3 separate regions of the Columba livia genome follow, and all the other regions are linked to region 2. A link is a contact called in public Hi-C data. All regions are on one chromosome and are shown on one strand. Each heading gives the region's core, a stretch centred on a gene start, on an enhancer-like site or on the middle of the called end of the contact. The rest is flanking DNA. Distances are from core to core; before and after follow the strand shown. Region 1 holds the start of LOC102092743 (glioma pathogenesis-related protein 1). Region 2 holds the start of PHLDA1 (pleckstrin homology like domain family A member 1). Region 3 holds the start of KRR1 (KRR1 small subunit processome component homolog).

Region 1 (4,109 bases), core at 1,491-3,990, 190 kb before region 2:
CAAGTGATCTTGTGGCTGCCTTATCCCATGGACAGAACAAGAAACAAGCTCCAGCAGATCCACCGTTTGTTCAGCTGAACCTAGTAAATCAAGGACAAGGAGATTCTTTCCCCAACACAAATAACAATAATCTGTAGGGAACTACATTTGAGGACAATATTAAACATAATTTTGCAGATTCCCAGGCATCTTGGATTTCTGTAATAGTTTGTAATCTTCCAGCCTTTTAGTCCTCTGACTGAATCGTACATTGGGGAAAAACAAGGAATCTTATGTTTCCAGACGTTTTAAATGGTAAACAGTGAGAAGTGAGAAGTGAGAAAGTGTGATGTAAACATGGGGACTCTTTTCAAAATCGTTGGGATGTACAGCTTCCTGGCCATACCCAGCTTATTGTGCAAAAATTTACTTGAGATCTGTGCAGGAACAGGCAATGCTTGTATTGTCCAGACAAATACATAATATTGAAATCCCAAAGCTTAATTTGCGTCTGCTTTACAAGATCCACTGATTAATACTGGCAAAGGATTATAACTTTCTTTTTGTGAAAAAATCAGTTCTAGATGTTTGTGAGTGGACTGGACTTCTGCTTTAATTACGGATAGAATCACTAGATGGAGCCAGAGTCATCTCTGCAGACAAGCATCTCATAACCTGGACTACCCTGGATATGTCAAAATTTCCTCTTTCATAAAGGTCTCAACTCATTTTCCAACCACAGAATTTAAACTGTACACATATATAACTGCCAGCTCACCGCATTGTTAAATTAATGTGTGATTATAATTTTTGTGCAGATTACGTGTAGTTGTAATATAATCATGGTTTTACATTACCTAGCTGACCAAAGGCATTGGTTTCTCATAGATTGCATGGGCATTATTAGGAAAAAAAAAGGAAAGAGAGTAAACATACTTATTTTCTACTTTCAAGGTAAAATTCAGCTGGAGAAAGGTAATAACTAACAGTAAACTCGACTCAGATGGCCTTGGTTTAGAAAAGAGGCAAGACAACTTTCAAAGGAAGCAAAGCAGTGGACAGGCCTTCTTGCATTCAGATTAGTAGCAGGGGATGAGGCTGTTCACCATCATGATCTAATCTGTTGTGATTTAATCTAAGGAGAGCTCCATTATCTGGTGCTCCACATACAAGCCACACTGCCAGTGGCACCTCAGTGGGCCTTTGTGGACTTCAGGAGTGCACATAGTGGAGTGGAAGGCACTTTGTAGCCCAGAAGCTGGCAGCTGATGGGAGAGACCAACCTCAGTCCTGTGGCAGGACAGAAGGTAACGGCACCCACAGGAAGAAACCTTTCTCCCAAGATCCCCTTCACCATCCCAGCCTGACCAGCAGTCACCAACACCAGCAAGAGGCCATCCTCCCATAAATTTTAAAATGTCCCACCAGAGCTGAGGGGACTATCACCTTTGCCAATACTTTCACACAGCTTCTGGGATGAGACATGACAGCAGAATAGAAACTACATTTGCTGGACAAGGGACCTTGGCACTGTTATTGGTACACCAGGAGACAGAGTCAGCAGGTGAATCTACTAAATGTAGGTGAGGTCGTGACTATCACATACATGTTCTGGAGGCAGATGGAGCCACGGCCAACCACTGGTAGAGAAAAAGGTAACAGCCAAAGGCTGGGGTTGTGACAGGGTGGGAGCTTCACCTCTTACTTCCTTTCACTTGTCAAAGGAGGTGACTGCCAGTGCCTCATGCATATTTTCTTTAAGGACATGACAGGATCAAAAGCATCTTGTCCCCGGATCACTGTGCCCATGGATCACATGTGCCCTGGATGTGTGGATCACATGTGCCCATAGATCACTGTGCCCCAGATCACATGTGCCCACTGTGCCCCTCCCACTAACCACTTCAGCTTAGTCTTTTTAAAAAAAATTATCGGAGAAAACAAATGGTGATTTTACTAGGAGAGTTTCAAGGCACGGGAAACTATTTTAAAAGAAAAGTGGAAGAAAATATAATACTTATTCATTTGCCTCTCTGTCAATGTCTCTTCTGCCTCTGGGGGCTGTTTATTGATAAGGGCTGTGTTAAGCCTGTACAACAAGAATAACTGGAGGGCCACTTTTGTTTCTTTCCCAAAAGATCCAAAACACCAGAACTACTCTGCACCAATTTTGTTGCCTTCTGCAACTGCCCCTTCCCTCATGAAATAGGTAAAAAAATGCTGGCAGGGCTGAGAGGAGGGTGTGGAGTGTTAGTAATGTGTGGACATCCATAAACACACGCACACATATAAATATTTATATGTTTCTTGCTAATAGCCTGGATAGGTATAGCTGTGATGGTGTTGGAGGGTTACAGCTCCTTCAGCCTGTCTCAATTAGGTGTACGGATTGTTACAAGACTCTGAAGCAACCAAAGGTATTATTTAAGAGGGAAAAGGCATATGCAGACAGAGAAGGCAACATGAGAATGGTAATTCCCACAAGTGTTCAGGAGGAGAAGGCCTAACCTGCAAAACTGAGCAGGGAATAAGACCCATGAATGCTGTTTACAACCTACAACATATTTTCTATGTAAACCTACCTAAATCTCCATTACAAGACCTTAGCTCTTAAAACATATAGTTGTTCTTAGGGCTCTTGCATACTTGTTACACATGAAACCAGGTCAGAAGGTCTGTTCTGTAGCAAACTGCTTGTTCGGTAACTTTTTTTTTTCTTGTGGTGAGGTCAAATTTCAATATATGCAGTTTCCCTAAATCTGTTTATTCCTAGAGTAATTCTGAAATGGAAACAAGGTATTGCAACATAATTGTAATTGAGCTGCTCTGACTAAGCTATACCAGAGGAAAATCCGCTGAACAGCAGATTTGTGTTTTGTTTGATGCAGGTTTTAAGAAAGCTGTAGGTAAGACCTACAATCACAGAATGGTTTGGCAGTCAACCAGAATGGAGCACGCTCAAAGAGAAGGCAGAATTATACCTGGGAGTGTTGTTCCTTGCTAATATGCATAGCAGGTGCCAGTTTCATGGTTTAGCAGCTGTGAGGTCACACAGAACTGTACCTTATGAAGCAATTTCGCTTCCTCTTGCTTTGACAATTTCAAGTGCTTCCACACCCAAACGACAGCCTCTAAAGAACTGCTTGCCAGTGTTATCTCCACCTAAGAGACTTCTCTTTTAAAAACTTTAAAAAGAAATTACTGAAAGCATTGAAGAATTATGAAAATCACGTTTCTCTTTGTGGTGTTATTCTTACTGGATCTCTTCACTTGCGGTCATGCGGATCCACCATATCCCTTGCCTGACATTGGAGATGCAACGTTCATTCAAGACTGTGTGAGAGCTCACAACAAATTTCGATCCCAGGTGAATCCACCAGCCAGCAATATGTTTCGTATGGTAAGGAGACATTTATGATCTGTTTGAAAATTAATATAGATTGTGCTGCGGATTTAGACCATCTTCTTATTCGTTTTGTGCTCTTCTTTCCCCTTCTGTCAATGATTTTGTATTATATATGTTAGTTCTTCGTGGGAAATAGAAAAGACTTTTTACAGTATTGTTCAGTTTTAATAATTTGAAGGGAATTCCCTGTTTAGGCACGGATTGCTACTCTAAACTTTAATCAGAGCAAAGGGCTGTATTGAGCAATATAATGTTAAGTTCTCAGCATTTCATTTACCTCTTTCTAAGAGAGATAGTAATCTATTTTATGGTAGTCCAGATTTCATATAGGGAGGCTGTTTAGTGTTAAAAAACTCCTGAATAGGCAGTGTGCACAACAGGATTCATTGAAAATCTATCATTTCCCCTTGTTTTTTCCAGTCTAGAATGTGTGTTGAATAAAGGGGTTTGCCAGGACATCCATTTAGATACCTGATCTTCGTTTGCTGTAGCAGGGTTTGGGGAGTAGGGATACTGATGCCTGGGCTGGAAAGCAGAGCTTCCCATAAATATAGTGGTTATGGATATGTAATGGTTATGGATAGGTCTCAGCTTGCTTGGTGGAATACATAAGGGAAAAGGGAGATAGACAGAGAGCTGAGAGAGGTAACCCCTGTCATTTCGTGTCATTACTCTGAGCCCTCCAGCAGAACGGTGTAGCTGGAAAGGAAGTTAAAAGCATAAC
Region 2 (4,044 bases), core at 1,411-3,910:
CCAAGTTGTTTGGGAATGTTGATCTGCTGGAGGGTAAGAAGGCCATAGAGGGGGATCCAGACCAGCTAGATTGTTGGGCTGCGGCCAGTTGTATGAGGTTTAACAAGGCCAAGTGCTGGGTCCTGCCCTCGGGTCACAACCCCAGGCAGCGCTACAGGCTCAGAGAAGAGTGGCTACAAAGCTGCCTGGAGAAAAAGGACCTGTGGGTGTTGGTCAACAGACAGCTGAACATGAACCAGCAGCGTGCCCAGGTGGCCAAAAAGGCCAACAGCATCCTGGCTTGTATCAGCAACAGTGTGGCCAGCAGGATTAGGGAAGTGATCATCCTCCTGTACTCAGCACCAGTGAGGCCCCAGCTCGAAAACTGTGTTCAGTTTTGGGCCACTCACTCTAAGAAAGACATTGAGGTGATGGAGAGAGTGCAGAGAAGGGCAACAAAGCTGGTGAGGGGTCTGGAGCACAAATCTGATGAGGAGCAGCTGAGGAAACGGGGGCTGTTTAGCCTGGAGGAGGCTGAGGGGAGGTGAAAGGAGGTTGTAGCGTGGAGGGTGTGGGTCTCTTCTGCCAAGTAGCAAGTGATAGGACAAGGGGAACTGGCTTCAAGTTGCACCAGGGGAGGTTTAGATTGGGTATTACGAAAAAATTTTTTGGTGGAAAGGGTTGTCAGGCATTGGAACAGGCTGCCCAGGGAAGTGGTGGAGTCACCATCCCTGGGGGTATTTAAAGACATGTAGATGAGGTTCTTGGGGACATGCTTTAGTTTCAGTGTTAGGTTAACAGTTGGACTTGATGATCTTGAGGGCCTCTTCCAACCAAAATGATTCTATGATTCTACAAAGAAACTCAGACTATTGGCATTGCAGTTGCTCCTGCCTGTCCCTTGCACATCAGAGATAGATGCTTTCCAAAACATTGAAGAGCACTGTCAATATTGCTGAAAGTGTAGAATTACAAAGATGCATCCCCCTCCATCAAGCTCAAGCTCCAAGGCACCCTTCCCTCTCCATCTAAAGTGTCAGTTAATTCTCCGGCCTCTTTCCTCACCAACCCCCCCATTTTTCCTTAAGATAATTCTCCCCTTCAGTACAGCGACCAAAACTAGACAGAAGGCACCATTTACACCAACCTTAAACTCTGGTGTAGTACTTCAACAACTGACCAAGAAACCTTATTTCAGTGACACATTTTCCTAGACTTGAACTTGTTAACAACAAGGTAACTTGTCTAATACTAAATGAGGAGTTTCTCTATGGCTGGTATAAATCTGTAAGAAGTGAAAAGAATGAGTCATAAAACTCCAATCAATGTTGAATGTTTAATGCTCCTGCTACATACTGCCTTTCAGAATTGCTAAACAAGAGTGTTGATCACAAAACTACATTGAGCACCAAAACAGTTTTTATTTAACTGATCTCATAAGAAATGGCACCTCCATTTATATGATTATGTCCTTCCTTTTGCTGCAGTCTAGAGAACACAAGAACTAGCAAGCGAACCTAGAGAGAAGCTCAGTAAAATCCACTGATGGAGACAGATTCATGGCTCTGGATCTTGCAGACTGCAGGTGAGCTTTGACATCTACCAACTCCTCTTTTCAAATATGGTACCCCATTGTAGGGTATGAAGATATTAATGAGAAAGCAATCAAAACACAAACAATTTCTTTAGAATAACAACTTCTGAAATTCATTGGACAACTTTTAATGGAGCTTTCTCTTTTTAAGATACAGTTGCCAGATGCTGTTAGTAAAAGTGGGCTAGATCTAAGTAAGGACTTCAGATACTTTTCATGTCCTAAAGTATGAACCCCAAAGCCCCCAACTGACTGCTCAAGCTCATAACATGTCACCAGTTTGATTTCTGCATGCCCTGAAGTTTAAACTTCATCCTGGGAAACATTCATAAAAGAGACAGAGTGATATGCAAACACCTGGCAAGGTCAGTGCTTCAAAGGATAAGCATTTTATGTCAGGATTTATGTCAGCACAAGAACACAACTATATCTACTTTAAGACACAGCTACCAGACAATGTGATGTTAACCTTTCATTACTGTATTTTTTTATGCTATGATGTATGGGTTACCTAAGAGCACAGCTTTGACTGTACTGTTTTATATACAGCTATAGATAACAAGAGCTCCCTGCTCTCAAAGCCATAAATATCTGGAGAGAAAGATGAAGCCTGGAAGGGATTCTGAAATGAAGAAGTGTGGTATTTAAGTGTTCAAGGAATAAGAATAAAAACAAACACAAACGAAACAGTTTAGTCAGAGCACACAAAGCCACTTCTTCTCAGGGGGCATGAGGATTCTCAAGGGCACTTGGGATAAGCCATATTTTCTATTACTTACCCTCCAAGCAAGAGACGTGCTAGAGATTCTTCCACCAGCTCCATCCTCAGATGGCTGTTGCCTCCTGCTTGCCCTGCTCTTTTCAAACCTTTAACCCTCTATGGCTAAGTCAGTATATCAGTGGAAAAAAAAAGTAGCTACTGTAGAAATAGATCCATGGCTAGGCTGGACCTTTTCATACTTCAAAAAGTTATCTGGGTACTTGCTTAAAAGACCAGAACTTCTACAGTTATGTGAAGGACAAGACTGCATAGAGTATAGCAGTACCTTAGTGACTGGGAAAACTCCAGTGGAAGACTTCAAGTTCATAGTTTCAAGCTGAGCACATTCTATCCACAACTCAGGAGCATAAGAAAGATCTACCTCATGTGTCAACTGACAATGAACATCCAATATGGAAGAAGTATGAACCAGAACATACAAGCATAAGCACAGTGAAAAGAATATTAGGTAAGGAGAGAGAAATTCCTTGGGGTTTGTTTCCTCCTCTGCAGATGTTTGATACAGTGAGTACAAACTAGAATACAGCCAATTTTTTTAGCGCTCCCTTATGCTGCTGCAGGGCAAATTTTGTTCAGGACAACCAAGCCCTATCTACACAGACTGGAAATCCAAGGTACCTTTCTTGGCTCCAGATTTCACACTAATAACCAGTGCTTCAGAGTCAGGTGCAGCAATATTGAAGTCCTTTACCAGATCTAGCCCCACTTCTAAAAACTTGTCTTCTCCAAAATGGCAGAATTGACCAATCACCAAAATTCTAGCTCAGATTCACAAGTATCACACTGCCAGTGGAAAGTATGGATCAAACTTCACAAACTATTTTGTTTGTTTCAAAATGCTGCACAATTTACTTTTCAGTAACTCAACTTTTATTTCCAGTAAAAAGTGAACTGCAGCATGAAAGATATGCTTTACCAGTTCACACATGCAGATACACACATCATAATAAAACAAGACTAGCTTTTGAAAATACTAGGTTTTATTCACACCCCAGTGGTAAACAATAACCTTAATATGATGACTAGGTTTCTTTTGTAGATCACTATGTCACATAAAATACAAAACCCATAGCATAAACAAGCTGACAGTTATGAATGTTTAATGTGGTCTCGTTGGAAATTAAACAAGTTATACTAGTCTTCTCAAGTAGTCAAATTCAAAATGCATCATCATCTCCTAGTTAGTACAAGTCACTGCCATTTCTATAACAAGGTAATGAAGGCACAGCTAGTGCAAGCAGACTTAAACCCATTCAGACTACTGGGCTGAAAAATACTTTGGTTGATTCTTCAGGAGAGAGTTTTCTCTAAAGAAATATTGGTCTCAGTTAACAGTTCTGATAATCTTCACAGCTGCAGTCTAATAGCTACATGACAAAGACTTCACAAGAACCAAACTATGTAGCAATGAATTAACATTCATGCTTTAGGGGATTTACTGCATTCTACATATTGGCAGAAAATTATACTGTTAAAATGCTAGGTAGATTGAACCTACATTTTAAACTGGTTCTTATGTGTTCAATTTTTATTTTTTTTTTAACAAATTGGTTACTTATTTCTACCAAGATACAAAACATAAGGCTGTAAGTAACTAATAGTTGTGTTTAGGCTATTACAGTGCAGGTAATCCTCAAGGCCACATACACACTGCTTCACTGCTGCTTGCATTCTGCTGGGTTTTGATCCT
Region 3 (4,050 bases), core at 331-2,830, 160 kb before region 2:
AAGTATTCTGACAGAATTTGATACAAACTTCGAGGATTTAATACAGACCTGTTCAAATGGAACGCTTCTTGCCAGAAGTTTTATTAAATCTCTAGCCCTGATGATTGCATATGGATCAAAAGTCTTCTTAGTGGTAGTGACAGTCATGCTTCCTTCAATTAGATCCAGTGTTGCATTCACATACTGCAATATTTGAAAAGAAATAATAAAGCAATCTCTAGATAGGAGCCTCAGAATTCATCTTTGGCAGTAAGAAGTTAAGAAACAGAATACTACACACTGAATATAGATCTGTTTTCCGAAATTTGTAAAGTTAATTTTCAGCTTCATGAAACTCACACAGAACCAAAAAAGACTAAATATATGTGTCATAGGGCCCAAAAGACACCTCCCTGTCTCTTTGAATTCTGGTGCAACAAAGTTGTCAGCATCTGGATGATGAGACGCTGCTGCTCCAAGGAGCTTTGCTGACAACATCGGTGAAGAACTGCAAGTCTGGCTACATAGGCTCTCATCCACTTCAATGCTGATAAAAAAAGACACTACCACTTCTAAACACAAGCACAGTAGAAATATACACAAATACAGCATCAGAAAAGAAACATGCACTATTTTTATAAGCTTAAGTAACACCTGTATCTCCCAAGAGACAAAACATAGTATCACAATCAGGAAATATGCATACATGTTCATCCAAGGCTTTCTGGACAAGTGGCCAGCATTCTTTCAAGTATGCTTCTCTATACTTGGGGAATAACGTTGCAAAACTGCTTTCTTCCAGCAGCCCTTTGGGATTATCTTCTCTTGTAAACGCCGGCTCTTTCCATCCATCTGGCACAGTGAGAAGTTCAGATTCATCAACTGTTTTAAGTATTAAAAAAGAAAAAACAAAAAAGAAAAAGAAAAAGTTTTTTCCTTCTCTTTAATCAGTGACTGTTACTTCTTTCTCTTTAACAACAAAAGATACAATAACTGAAAGCAGGGACATGAAGTTTTGTTTAATACTCTGCTGAATCTGCTTAGCATCTGACATTAGAAAAGTTAAGTCTTAAAGCTTTCAAAACCAAAAAATATTTCACGACTAGAATACGCATCCTGAACAGGCTGTAACACAAGAACAAGTCACCCCAGGCTGAGGGGAGCACCCATTGCACTGCCAGGCCAGACGCACCACATCCAACACACACCCCTCTCCTACCCCAGCCCTGCAGGCCGGGACGCAGCCTGACCCACCCACGCTGTCTCTCCGCTTATACGAAACGGCGGTCAAACTCCCCGGCCGCCGGTGGTTTCAGGCAGCCGCAAGGACCCCATGGGCCAGGTCGGAGCAGCAGGCCCACGGCCACAGGGAGGCAATCCTCAGCCCGAGGACCTCCCAGAGAGCCGGCTGCCAACCCTGCACGGACCCTCACTCCGCCCCCCACCTGTCGCCGCTTTCTTTTTGTTCTTATGTTTTTGTTTTTCTTTCTGCTTCGCCCCCGCCGCGGCCGCCTCAGGAGGATCCGCCATGTCCCCCATGCCCGGCGCCGGAAGCGGGTGGTGGAGGGAGGGCGCAGTGCACGCCGGGAGCGGTAGTCCCAGTGGGCGGGGCTTAGGGGAGCGGTAGCGGCTGCTAGGGCTTGGAGGGCGGCGGGTTTTCCCTCTGTGTTCGGAGCAATGGACGTTCTATCGGGTGGCTGTCCTAGGAGCACAAAGGTGGTGTTGTGTGCTAACACTTAAGTAAAGCCTTTGTCACTGTTTCCCATGGCATTCTCCTGGAGAAGATGGCTGCTGGTGGCCTGGTTGGGCATCCTCTTTGCTGTGTAAAGATCTGGCTGGAGGGCTGGGCCCAAAGAGCTGCGGTGAACAGAGCCAAATCCAGTTGGTCGCTGGTCACGACTGGTGTTCCCCAGTGCCCCAGTTCTGTTTAATGCCTTTATCAATGATCTGGATGAGGGGATTGAGTGCACCCTCAGTAAGTTTGCAGATGACACCAAATTGGGTGGGAGTGTTGATCTGCTGGAGGGTGGGAAGGCTCTACAGATGGATCTGGACTGGCTGGATCAGTGGGCTGATGCCAGTTGTAAGAGGTTCAACAAGGCCAAGTGCGGGGTCCTGCCCTTGGGTCGCAACAACCCCAGGCAGCGCTACAGGCTCAGGGAAGAGTGGCTGGAACGTGCCTGCTGGAAAAGGATCTGGGGGTGTTGATTGACAGCAGCCGAACATGAGCCAGCAGTGTGCCCAGGTGGCCAAAAAGGCCAACAGCATCCTGGCTTGTATCAGGAATAGTGTGGCCAGCAGGACTAAAGGATTGATCGTGCCTCTGTACTCGGCACTGGTGAGGCCCCACCTTGAATCCTGTGTTCAGTTTTGGGCCACTCACTACAAGAAAGACATTGAGGTGATGGAGAGAGTTCAGAGAAGGGCAACAAAGCTGGTGAGGGGTCTGGAGCACAAGTCTGATGAGGAACAGCTGAGGGAACTGGGGCTGTTTAGCCTGGAGAAAAGGAGGCTGAGGGGAGACCTGATCGCTGTCTACAACTCCCTGAAAGGAGGTTGTGGCATGGAGGGTGTTGGTCTCTTCTCCCAAGTAAGAAGTTATAGGATGAGAGGAAACAGCCGCAAGTTGCACCAGGGGAAGTTTAGATTGTATATTAGAAAAAATTACTTCATGGAAGGGGTTGTCAGGCATTGGAACAGGCTGCCCAGGGAAGTAGTGGAGTCACCATCCCTGGAGGTGTTTAAAAGACATAGAGGTTCTTAGGAACATGGTTTAATACTAGAGCTAGGTTTTGGTTGGACTCGATGATCTTGAGGGTCTCTTGCAGCTGGAATGATTCTGGGATTCTATAAAGCCGGTGCAGGCAGGGCTCCTGCTCTGCCTCCCAGGCAGGGGCAGTGCTTTCCTTAGTCCCATGGAGCAAGTGGCTGCACTCAGGCAGCAGGCGTTGCACGCCATGTGTCACATCCAAACATCTCCTTGGTGCTTGTGAGCATAGAACATTCCCATGGTTCTCCATTGGGGTTGCTGTATGTCAGGGTGTGTCTGTGCCTGGGCAGCAGTGGCTCCTGTGAACTCAGCACGGTCTGTCCCCAGCCAACAGGGTCTGGTGGGTGGTTGTGCAGCTGGAGGTTTCACACCCTTCCTGAGGGTGGGTCTGCAGCCCCTTCTTGACTCTGTCTCTCTACTCTGATTACAGGCACAGGCTCTTAAGAAATTTAGCACTGCAGTTGAGGTGAGAGGCATATACCAAATGTCTTCTTTGCTTCCTCCTTTTTCATGTGAAACATCTTTTCTACCCATGTTCTCCAGCTATGAGTTTTCTATCAGTATTATGCAACACAAAGGAAAAAAGAACCAGCATCATCAAAGTGTAAGTGGAAGTGTATTGATAAATACTTCAAGTACTTCAGCCCTCATCACTAAAGAAAACAGGTGTTTCTGATGAGACCTAATTATTCAGCTGAATAACATAATTTAAGGTTCTCTTGGGAGAAGAGATTCTGTGATTCCTCCTCACTCCCCCTCCTTGTACCTTGGTATTTTCTTCAGTAAAAAATAAGTAATGTGCCTCCTTCATTCTCTTTTATGAGAACCATGAAAAGCCAATGGAGTGAAGACCTGGAAGAGACCTTCAAGAGCAAGAACACCTGTGTCGCTGAAGCAGGACAACGTCGTCTTTGGCAGGTGTTCGTCAGACCTGTTCACAAAAGCCTGCACTCCGGAGTGATTTACCATAGTGACAAGAAAGATATTACTATCATTTGATTTACACAAAAATAAAATATTAGTTAAAAATCAGGTTTGACCCCCAAAAACTTTTCTCTGAACCTGACTGCTGTCTTCCCGAGCCTGCTCCGTTCCCAGCCCAGCGCCAGCCCCATCAAGATCCCTTCCACCTGCAAGTTTGCCATCAAGTTGATCCATGTTTTTAGCCATTTGTTTTAATTTCTGTCTGTCCACATGCATCAAACAGGGAGGCCTCTGTGGGAGCTCTTGCAGGCCTGCAAAAGACAGACCGTCCCTTTGCGGAGCTGCAATGGGCTCTGGGGGGCACATTGTTTCTGCTC

Evidence for each region. Hi-C and Micro-C count contacts between places; a contact is called where the count stands out from the background.
Region 1: a Hi-C map of crop shows a contact between it and region 2, with 2.6 times the contacts expected there. The contact joins the promoter of LOC102092743 here to the promoter of PHLDA1 in region 2. A contact is called at or near these places in 2 of 2 Hi-C or Micro-C datasets (crop and liver).
Region 3: a Hi-C map of liver shows a contact between it and region 2, with 4 times the contacts expected there. The contact joins the promoter of KRR1 here to the promoter of PHLDA1 in region 2. A contact is called at or near these places in 2 of 2 Hi-C or Micro-C datasets (crop and liver).

What each region holds. Positions count from the first base shown.
Region 1 is chr1:157,754,949-157,759,057 of bColLiv1.pat.W.v2, forward strand. It overlaps LOC102092743 (glioma pathogenesis-related protein 1), which reads left to right and starts at 2,741. Exons shown (of 6, transcript XM_021298153.2): 1 at 2,741-3,379. The coding sequence starts at 3,200. The region is part of intron 1 of LOC135576343 (a long non-coding RNA gene); the gene reads right to left.
Region 2 is chr1:157,942,478-157,946,521 of bColLiv1.pat.W.v2, forward strand. PHLDA1 (pleckstrin homology like domain family A member 1) reads right to left here and starts at 2,661. Exons shown (of 4, transcript XM_065051584.1): 1 at 2,620-2,661; 2 at 1-26. The coding sequence starts at 2,661. NAP1L1 (nucleosome assembly protein 1 like 1) reads right to left here. Exons shown (of 15, transcript XM_005510239.4): 15 at 3,317-4,044. The coding sequence ends at 4,010.
Region 3 is chr1:157,788,440-157,792,489 of bColLiv1.pat.W.v2, forward strand. It overlaps KRR1 (KRR1 small subunit processome component homolog), which reads right to left and starts at 1,581. Exons shown (of 10, transcript XM_005510237.3): 1 at 1,425-1,581; 2 at 686-861; 3 at 49-183. The coding sequence starts at 1,518. LOC110364530 (a long non-coding RNA gene) reads left to right here and starts at 1,594. Exons shown (of 3, transcript XR_002423381.2): 1 at 1,594-1,695; 2 at 3,180-3,215; 3 at 3,574-3,784.